Regions from separate parts of the Gossypium hirsutum genome. Here region 1 is linked to region 2. Evidence: chromatin contacts called from public Hi-C data. All regions are on one chromosome and are shown on one strand. The core of a region is the stretch at or near the end of the contact, and the rest is flanking DNA. Distances in the headings are between cores, read along the strand shown.

What was found. Hi-C and Micro-C count contacts between places; a contact is called where the count stands out from the background.
Region 1: a contact with region 2 is called in a Hi-C map of leaf, with 5 times the contacts expected there. The contact joins the enhancer-like site here to the promoter of LOC107899402 in region 2. A contact is called at or near these places in 12 of 34 Hi-C or Micro-C datasets (anther, callus, hypocotyl and 2 more).

The regions. Positions count from the first base shown.
Region 1 is chrD04:32,879,433-32,883,586 of Gossypium_hirsutum_v2.1, forward strand. No RefSeq gene overlaps it. Among protein-coding and RNA genes, the nearest start is that of LOC121216606, 11 kb to the right of the region's middle. Within about 2 kb of position 2,454, at least 3 of the 9 cell types and tissues checked have an H3K27ac peak or open chromatin away from gene starts, as enhancers often do. A contact at or near this core is called in hypocotyl and leaf, where this site is marked.
Region 2 is chrD04:32,600,738-32,605,124 of Gossypium_hirsutum_v2.1, forward strand. LOC107899402 (BEL1-like homeodomain protein 1) reads right to left here and starts at 1,783. Exons shown (of 7, transcript XM_041091301.1): 1 at 1,621-1,783; 2 at 1,285-1,332; 3 at 884-982; 4 at 1-751. The coding sequence starts at 697.

The DNA.
Region 1 (4,154 bases), core at 1,204-3,703, 280 kb after region 2:
AATACTAGTATTGTTGTTCATGCCTTAGATTTAGCTAGAGTATTTGATCCTTAAGAGTCCTCATTTACGCTTGTAATTCTAGAAACTGTTGAGAGGAAGAATGGAGATTGGAGTGGAGATTTTAGGTGGCTTGTTCTTCATATGTAAATACTAGGAAAATATTTGGTGGAGGGCTGAAGCCAATGGTGGTGCTAATGGAACTAGTCCTTATAAACATAGCATAAGGGTTGTAAGGGTGCGTTACTTGTTGGTTGCTAGTCTGACCGACATATTAAGTAGAAGGTTATTGGGTTTTAGGTACATTCTCATCGGGAAAAGCCATGGCAGTCCATGCTCTTTGCACCAATTGTTGTTGACAAGTTAGAATGGGGTAAGAAGGTGATAGTTCACACGATGGAAAATGTGTCAAGAGTCGTGGGTAAAGTTGTCATGTTCTTATAGCGGAGGTGTAATGGAAAGAGATAAGGCTTTCCCAAGGTTAAGGGTAAGTATTTATACGTCAAGGTAACCCTCTCTTAGCCTTGGGTCTTGACACATGTACAACTCGAGTCTCATCTTAGCCAACCACTTGAGGAGCATAGTAGGCCTCTAGATAGACAACGATAGTGTGGCAATGGGTAAGTGAGGTCTCATGTGTGAGTCATACAAGGAAGGACCTAACACCTGTTTTTGGTGAAATAGATCATATAAGTTCCAAGTGTTATGTGTATGTATTCACGAAACTCGACCTTGATGAAGTGATGCCGCTAACAAAGTAACGTCTAGCGAAATCGTGCCACGGTAAGACAATGGTGGTGAGTTCTAAATTGGAAAGGTATTTATAACATTATCAATTATACTTTTAAATATTCGAGTGTTGATATTAAAATTGCTAAATTGTTATACTAGTTTTGCAAACTATTGCAAAGAAATAAATATCATTTTTTTGTATTAAATACTTTTCAACTGAATTTTATATTTATCAGTTCTAACTTATTGAGTTTCAAATTACTTTTTCTGTTTTCATTTTCCTTAAAATTGAACCTATCGAAGACTCTAAGTAGTATGAAAATGAAATGGGAAAGCGACAATTTTTGTTTGTTTTTTTCTTATAAGAAGAGAGGGTCAATGTTATTTAAGAATTAAATTCCAAAATAAATTTCAATTAAAAACTTAAATATCAACACAAGTTTTTTTTTTCTTTTTTTTAGTAACACAAGCTTTTTACTATAACACCAATGATTTATTTACATTGAACTGTATGATAATACTAAAATAAGTTTAATTTAAAATTGTATATATTATAAGTTAAAAGTTTTATTATATATTGATTGGGTCTTAATTCGATTGATATGGATATTATTGTCAATGCAGAAGGATGTAGGTTGCATTATTCTCTTATTTATGGGTTGAGGAGGGGTTATGGATAATTCTAACCATTTGTATATATATATATATATAAAACAAATACGATCAAAACATATAATAAGATTGTTCAAAAAAACTCTTTTATCATATAAACTTTAGTCTAATATTTAATCAATTGTTCTGGATTATTTAACTATTAGAAGTTTTAAGATTTGTTTTATTTTTTCATCCAAACTAATTGTTTTATTTTAGTACGTATTGTTAATCTCATAAATTTTTTAAAAGAAAAAACACCAGATGAAAGATTACACAACTGGCTTTTATTAGAATCCTTATAATTCAAAACTAAAATATTTCAACTTAAAATACATTAAGGATTGGGTCTTAATTAAGTTGGATTTGCAATTAGTTTTAATTTTAACATTTATTATCAATTATGTTTTAATAAAAAGAAATTCAACTTGGTTTTCCTTGTGCTTGAAATTTTTGTAAACTTGTTAATTTATATGATCATACAAAGACTTTTGGAAGCTCTAGTGCCTCAAAAAGTGTAGACAATCCATGTCAAGATCATGCCATGTATCTTTCGGTTAGTATCCCATTATGTTCCTTTGCATTGTATACAACATCTGTATTTAAATATGAAAAATCTATCATCACTCAATAGTATCTTATATACATATTTAATAACTTTCATAAATAATTCAAAAATATCAATTTGCCACTTCAAAGGCCCAATCTCATTTACATTGTCTAACTTTGTAACACAAAATCATTTATTAAAATAATATATTCTTAGAATTTCTATACTTTCAACTTTTTTGATGATTTTTTTAAATTTTAATGTTTAATAAATTTCATAAAGTTATCTATGTTGAAGTTTGATCCTTCTGTTGTCAGTTAATTATGTCAAGGAAGCAATAGGATTGATTAGATATTATTGAAAGGATATGACCCAAAAGACTGATAAGTTGGCAATGGACAAAATACCCATTGTGGTTGGCCCATTAGTCAAAACTTGATAAGTTTGATAAAGGAAGAGATATGGACCCTAGATTTTCCTGTGTTTTCTTCTTCTTGTTTCATTCATAAGATTCCCAGGCATTTGTGGTATCCTACATGTTTTTGTATTTTCACTTTTTCCCCCCAAAATTCACAACTTATCAGTTATGACTAGTCGTCTATCACAACTTGTTTGTATATTAAAAGAGGAGTGTCAACACTACTAATTAATTCTTATATCTATATGATGTAAAAGGGGAATTTAAGGGGGCTGACAGGGATCTCGACCTCTAAAATGAACTTTTTTTAATTTTATAATTTAAAATTTTTAGTAAAAGTAAAATTGTTCTTTAATTCCTCTTAAAAATGATAAAATTTTGATTTAATCTTTTAAAAATTATATTTTTACTATCGTAAAAATTATAATTTAGTTTCGACTTCCTAAAATAATTTTCTGGCTTTGTCCCAATGACATAACCATTAATAATCCATTGAATAAAAACTAGTGATTTGTTTGATTTGATGAATATTTAAGAATTTAAGCAAGGTCATTCTTTTTGTTCTCAATTTTATTTATACTTAATCATATTTAAACTTTTAACTTCTTAATTTTATTCCCAAAATAATACCAAATGCTTGTTTTCATTAATTATTACTTACGTTTAACATTTATTTTACAACATTAAAAAATCATCCAACAAATTCATCCAACAAATTAATCAGAAAAAATTGTTTGAATGATTTGACTTTTGATCCCATTTTTTTATCGTGCATAATGTTTTTTTTTCTTAGGAATTCTTATATTTTTCTTCAAAGCAAATAAAATATACATGGGTTAATGAAACTGATCAGTTTTATTTTACGTGGATTCTATTTAGATTTAATTTGTTTGTGTATTACAATAATTTGATTCTAGTTATATTTCTTTTTACTTATATTATGTGTAATTCTAGTAGTAACTTCTTTGAAAATTTTTGAATTATTTTTGTCATTATATTTAGAATTGATAAATATATCATCCATGTCTCTCATATAACCATCAAATGATAAATTAAAAAAAAATTTAACCTTTTTAAGTTTTTTACTCTTTTTTAGGGTAAATTTATAAGTTGAACACTTTATCTTTAGGGCATTTTTATTTTTATTTTGATTATGCCAAAAAAGGTCATTACAATTTTCGTTACTAGTATTATAGAAATTTATTATTTTATTCATTTAAGCCCACGTATTTCATTTTAGAAAAAAAAATCCTTAAAATTTCTTCACCCGTTAAAAATACTTTTTGCTTTGCATGAATTGACAGTTTTTAATTCAAAATTTCCATTTCCATTAATAATTCTAATTTATATTACATTAGTGGAGATTTTTTATTTTAATTTGTACACTCAAATCAGTTAATAAAATGCAATCATTTCCATATAACCTAACTCAAATTTTACATAGATAGCAAATCAACAAACAAAGCACTAACCCACGTCATGTAATATGAGAAAAGAAACTCTAGGCAATGAAAGACACCCAAGCTAAACCAAAATTTTTTATATTTTTATAATAATTGGTACATTAATTATTGGTAACTAAATAAAGAAAGAAGAGAAGTGATAAATGGATTTTTTTTCTTGATTCGTACTTAAACTATTTTTGAGTAGGGGCAAAATTAGGGACTGGAGGGGTCAGCTCCCAAAATGGAAAAAAAATTATTTAAATCTTTTAAAATTTTTAAAATTTAAAATTAATTAAGGTAAGATTGCACTTTGAACTCTTAAAAATATAAAAATTTGATTTAATCCTTTAAAATTTATAAA
Region 2 (4,387 bases), core at 533-3,032:
CCTGTTTCTCAGCCGTGGTCAGCTCTGCGACGTGTTTCTCACCTGCCTCCCCACCACCAGAGCCATCCCCGGCCACCACCGACGACTCTCCCATAGCCTTACTACTGCTATTGCTATGATTATTTCCACCACCACCCTTCTTAGCCAATAATTCACTCTTTGTAATCCCAGTAGTGTTAACATTAACAACCTCATCAAGAAGCTCTTGAGCAGCCTTCAAGTATTTAGAGCTCAAAAACACACTTTGCACACCCGACACCCTATCGTGCACGCCTGAACCCGAAGAAGCCGACCCGCCTGAAACTGCTTGAGCCTGGGATCCATAACCCGGCTGCTGCTGGGAAGAAAGGGTCAAAGAGAGTCCTTGTTGAGCGCGAGGAGTTTCACGCGCCGATCCGGAAGGGTCAATAGGGTTGTACATGTTGTAATGGACGCGCTGGACGAGGCCATGCAAGGGGGAGATATCGTGTGAGGTAGGGCCTTGATTGGCAGCTGAGGTAGCGGGGAGGGGGATGCCGACGAGTTGCTGAGTTTGGGGCGGAGAGAGGGAGTTAGGGTTGAAGAAAAGGAGGTTGCTGGCCGGGGGTGGTGGAGGGGTATCGGAATACTGAACATAGGCAGGGTTCATAAGTACAAGGGTTTGAAGGCCGTCAGTACTTGCTTGGATTTCAGGGTTCCCATGAAAGTACGTCGCCATCGTATGTTGTTTTCTTTGCTTAATTCTAATATTGTTTTCTACTTTTTCTCTTCACTGAAAAGATCAAAGAAACACCAAATTTATTATTATTATTATTATTATTATTATACTACTTTCATAATCACAAGCACTAGAAAAAGAAAAAAAATTCATCCATAACATCAATAAAGTCTAAACATGTTTTACCTTATTCTCCAGAATAAATCCCCAGACTTTAAATCAACCCATTCCAGAACTTTCTGGGAAAAATGGGGTATTGATGATCTTGGGATGATCAAGTGGATCCTGAGAATTCAGTGGAAAGGAAAGGAGTGATAATCCTCCACAATTAATATATGTATATAAGTAAATATGATTGGCTGGCTCGTCAAGGTTTGGGAACAAGTCTAGAGCTTGAAGACATGGGAATAATAGGAGGAGAAGATGAAGAAAAGGATGAGGGTGAGGGAAGGAAAAAAAGGGAGTATAGGGGAGAAAGTTTTAGTGTTTATATAAAGATAAGAGAGAGAAGGCTGAAATACAGAGATTGAAACAGAGAGAGAGAGAGGGAGAGAATTGATTATAGTAACAGTTAATAAGATTTGTACCTGGTGTGATGGTAATTTGAGTATACACGTGCTTCATCATCATCTTCACTGCAAAATAGAACTTTAAAAAATAATTAAAATTTTGACAAGTAAAAGCTAATATAGTTATAGCTAAAATACCATATAATTTAAATAAACAGAAAGAGATATGATGTATCTATCTGTGGAATTTATGATTTTTTTTTAATGATCTATCAGTAAGTTAGTCCTTTATTGTCAGACTCAATATCTCTGCAACTCCCCCCCCCAATTGAAACCGGAAAAAGTAAAAGTATCAGAGAGATTAATGGGTGACCTTCAATTACTCTTTAATGGGTTTTTAATTAGGTGAAGTACCTGCAAATACAACAAAACAAAGGGAACTTGTGTGATTTGACCCTCCCTTTTCATAAACTATACAAACCAACCACTCTTTTCTTTTTTCTTCTTCTGTGAAAGAAAAAAAAGGAGTGGAGATATGATATGTGTATATATCAAGCTGTTTTCATAAATAATAATTGACACAAGATTTGAAAAAATGTCTCCTTTCACACTGTAAGCTTAATTAAAATAAAAATAAAAAAGAAAATTATGGTAATCATAATAATAATACAAGAAAAAAGAAGAGAAGATGATGAGAGAGGGTAGAAGAGGGTCCTACTCCTCAATTCATACATTAAATATCTCTTTGTCTTTTTTCGTTTTTCACTTTATTTTTTTTTCTCTCTTTTTACATAATTTTGGGGCTAATATTTTTGTGGTTGGATGCCAGTGTTTGAAGATAAAGCAATTAAATTGCCAAGGAACACAGAACCAACCGCCATAACACCTACTTTAATGCTTCAAAAAATGAAATAAATACTAGTAGAGTACATGTATACACTTCATAATTTAATTTCTATTTTTTTCACAAATTTAATTTAATTTCTATCTTTTTTACAAATTTAAAGAATACCCATTGTTTATCTGCATGAGAATTTTGAATTTAATACATATATATATATGAAACCTACCAAAAAGTAAACTGTTTTGATCTGTGAAACAAAACAAAAAACAGTGGGGTCCTAATCAAATGCATGAATGTGTGAATTTGAATCAAGTGCTCCCTAACTGTGTAGGGCCAAATTGAGTTTCTCTCATACCATCCCTAACCCTTCACCAAAACTGTACTACAAAATTACATAAAACAAGAAATCTACTACTAAATTTACACTTTCTGACTTCAAACTTCTTTATTTCTCTCCCAAAATTTGAAATTTTTTAATATATTCCTAAAAACCAAATAAACTTAAAAAAAAATCAAGGTGACTGACAGACAGTAATTGGTATATATAATTAAAAGGAAAAGAATAGTTTGACCAGAGAAAAATGGTGAAGTGCAACAAGACATTGGATACTCATACATAAATTTAGCTTTTTAACATTTATTTTTTATGGGTTATTTTGATCTTTTATTTTTGAAATTTAGTTAAATTATTCGTTTTTTATTAAAAAAATTACTGAATTATTAAAATATTAATGGTATTGATGTGACAATTTATTTAAAATTTTATCTATAAAATGGATAAAATTTTAAAAAATTTACAAACTTTTTTAAATTTTGTTAATTTTTAAATATTTTTATTTTTTAAAATTTTTATGATTTATAAGATGGATTGACATATTAGTGGTCATATTAATACCATTAAAATTTTAACAGTTCAGTAATTTTTTTTTGTCCAAAAATAAATAAGTTAACTAAATTTTAAAAATTGAAGGTTAAAATGATAAAAGAAAAAAAAAGAATAATAGTTCGTATTTAAACTTTTATATTAATTATATAATATTGAATTAATTAACTCTTTGAACAAGAGAAGAGACATTGCAATCACCATCACGGTAACACATTCTCTGATCAAATTAAAGTCATCTTAATTATTAATAATAAGCTAGAGTTCCTAGGATTCTCGCCCCCAATGAAAAGCTTTTCACTTTTAATTGTCAGCTCAGGTAGTGAAAGATCATTAACTTTAACATTCACTGCCATAAAAAGTAAGCTCATCAATTGAAAACTCACCTGAAAGAGAACCCATATCTCTCATGTCGTCAGTCAACTATAAAACTACTTACCCTCAATTTTCTCATTGGCTTAAAAGAGTTGCAACTTTCTATACTTTGTTTTTTCAAAAAAAGAAAATACAGTATAAAATTCATGTTTTTTTTTTACTGCCCGCTGTACTTAAACGAGAAATTCATGCAGTACAATTTTGAGAAGTCTCCTTTCATCCAATTCTGGGCGTAAGTGTACAATCACGTTCTTGCCTTTAGAACAACGTCAAATTTAGTGCATGTGAAATTAAATACTGGTTCAGAGTTGGAATTCAGGAGTTGTATTATCAATTCTTTCACCATTCCATTGTGGTTCATTTTGACCTAATTAAATTACTTTTATCATTGAAAGTTTATGCATTCTGCCGCTTTTTTTTTTCTTCTATTGTTTTTAAGTAAGATCTACTTATCACCTCAAAACTAAACTTATTTTGAGTGAAATTTTTTATGGTACCTTCCAAAAAGTGAAATTTGCTGTTTTTCGCGGTTCAAAAATAGTTAAAAGATCACTAACTGTCTCATTTATTTAATTTTCTTTAATTATCAATTAAGGATATATGATAATTTTTTTAACTTTGTTTCTAAAATTTTTAAAAAAAATCTCGGCAATATATCAAATAATTATTGTTAAGGAATTGTTAAATCACTTTTTTTTTATAATTGAGGGAGGGGAATATAGTTGCTTAGAATCGAAACCAAACTCTCATGCCTACAACATATTACTCTTGCCACTAAACCAAAAGATTATTGTCTTAAATCACTTTTTAAAAAGTCATGTTCCAACATATTTAAAATTCAAATAACTACATTTGCAACTCATTCTCTATTAAAAATCTCATTATTCTCAAAAGTCTCAAAACTTAACTAGAACTTTAATCATTTAACTTATTTTCAAGCACCGCTACCTGCTCAAGCTCAAAGTTTTAATTAAATTTTGAGAGGATTTAAATAAAATATTAGACTCGTTTAAAATATAATTTAATTTGTGCTCCAATATTTGGGCCCAACTCATTTTGAAATATGATATTATAGTATA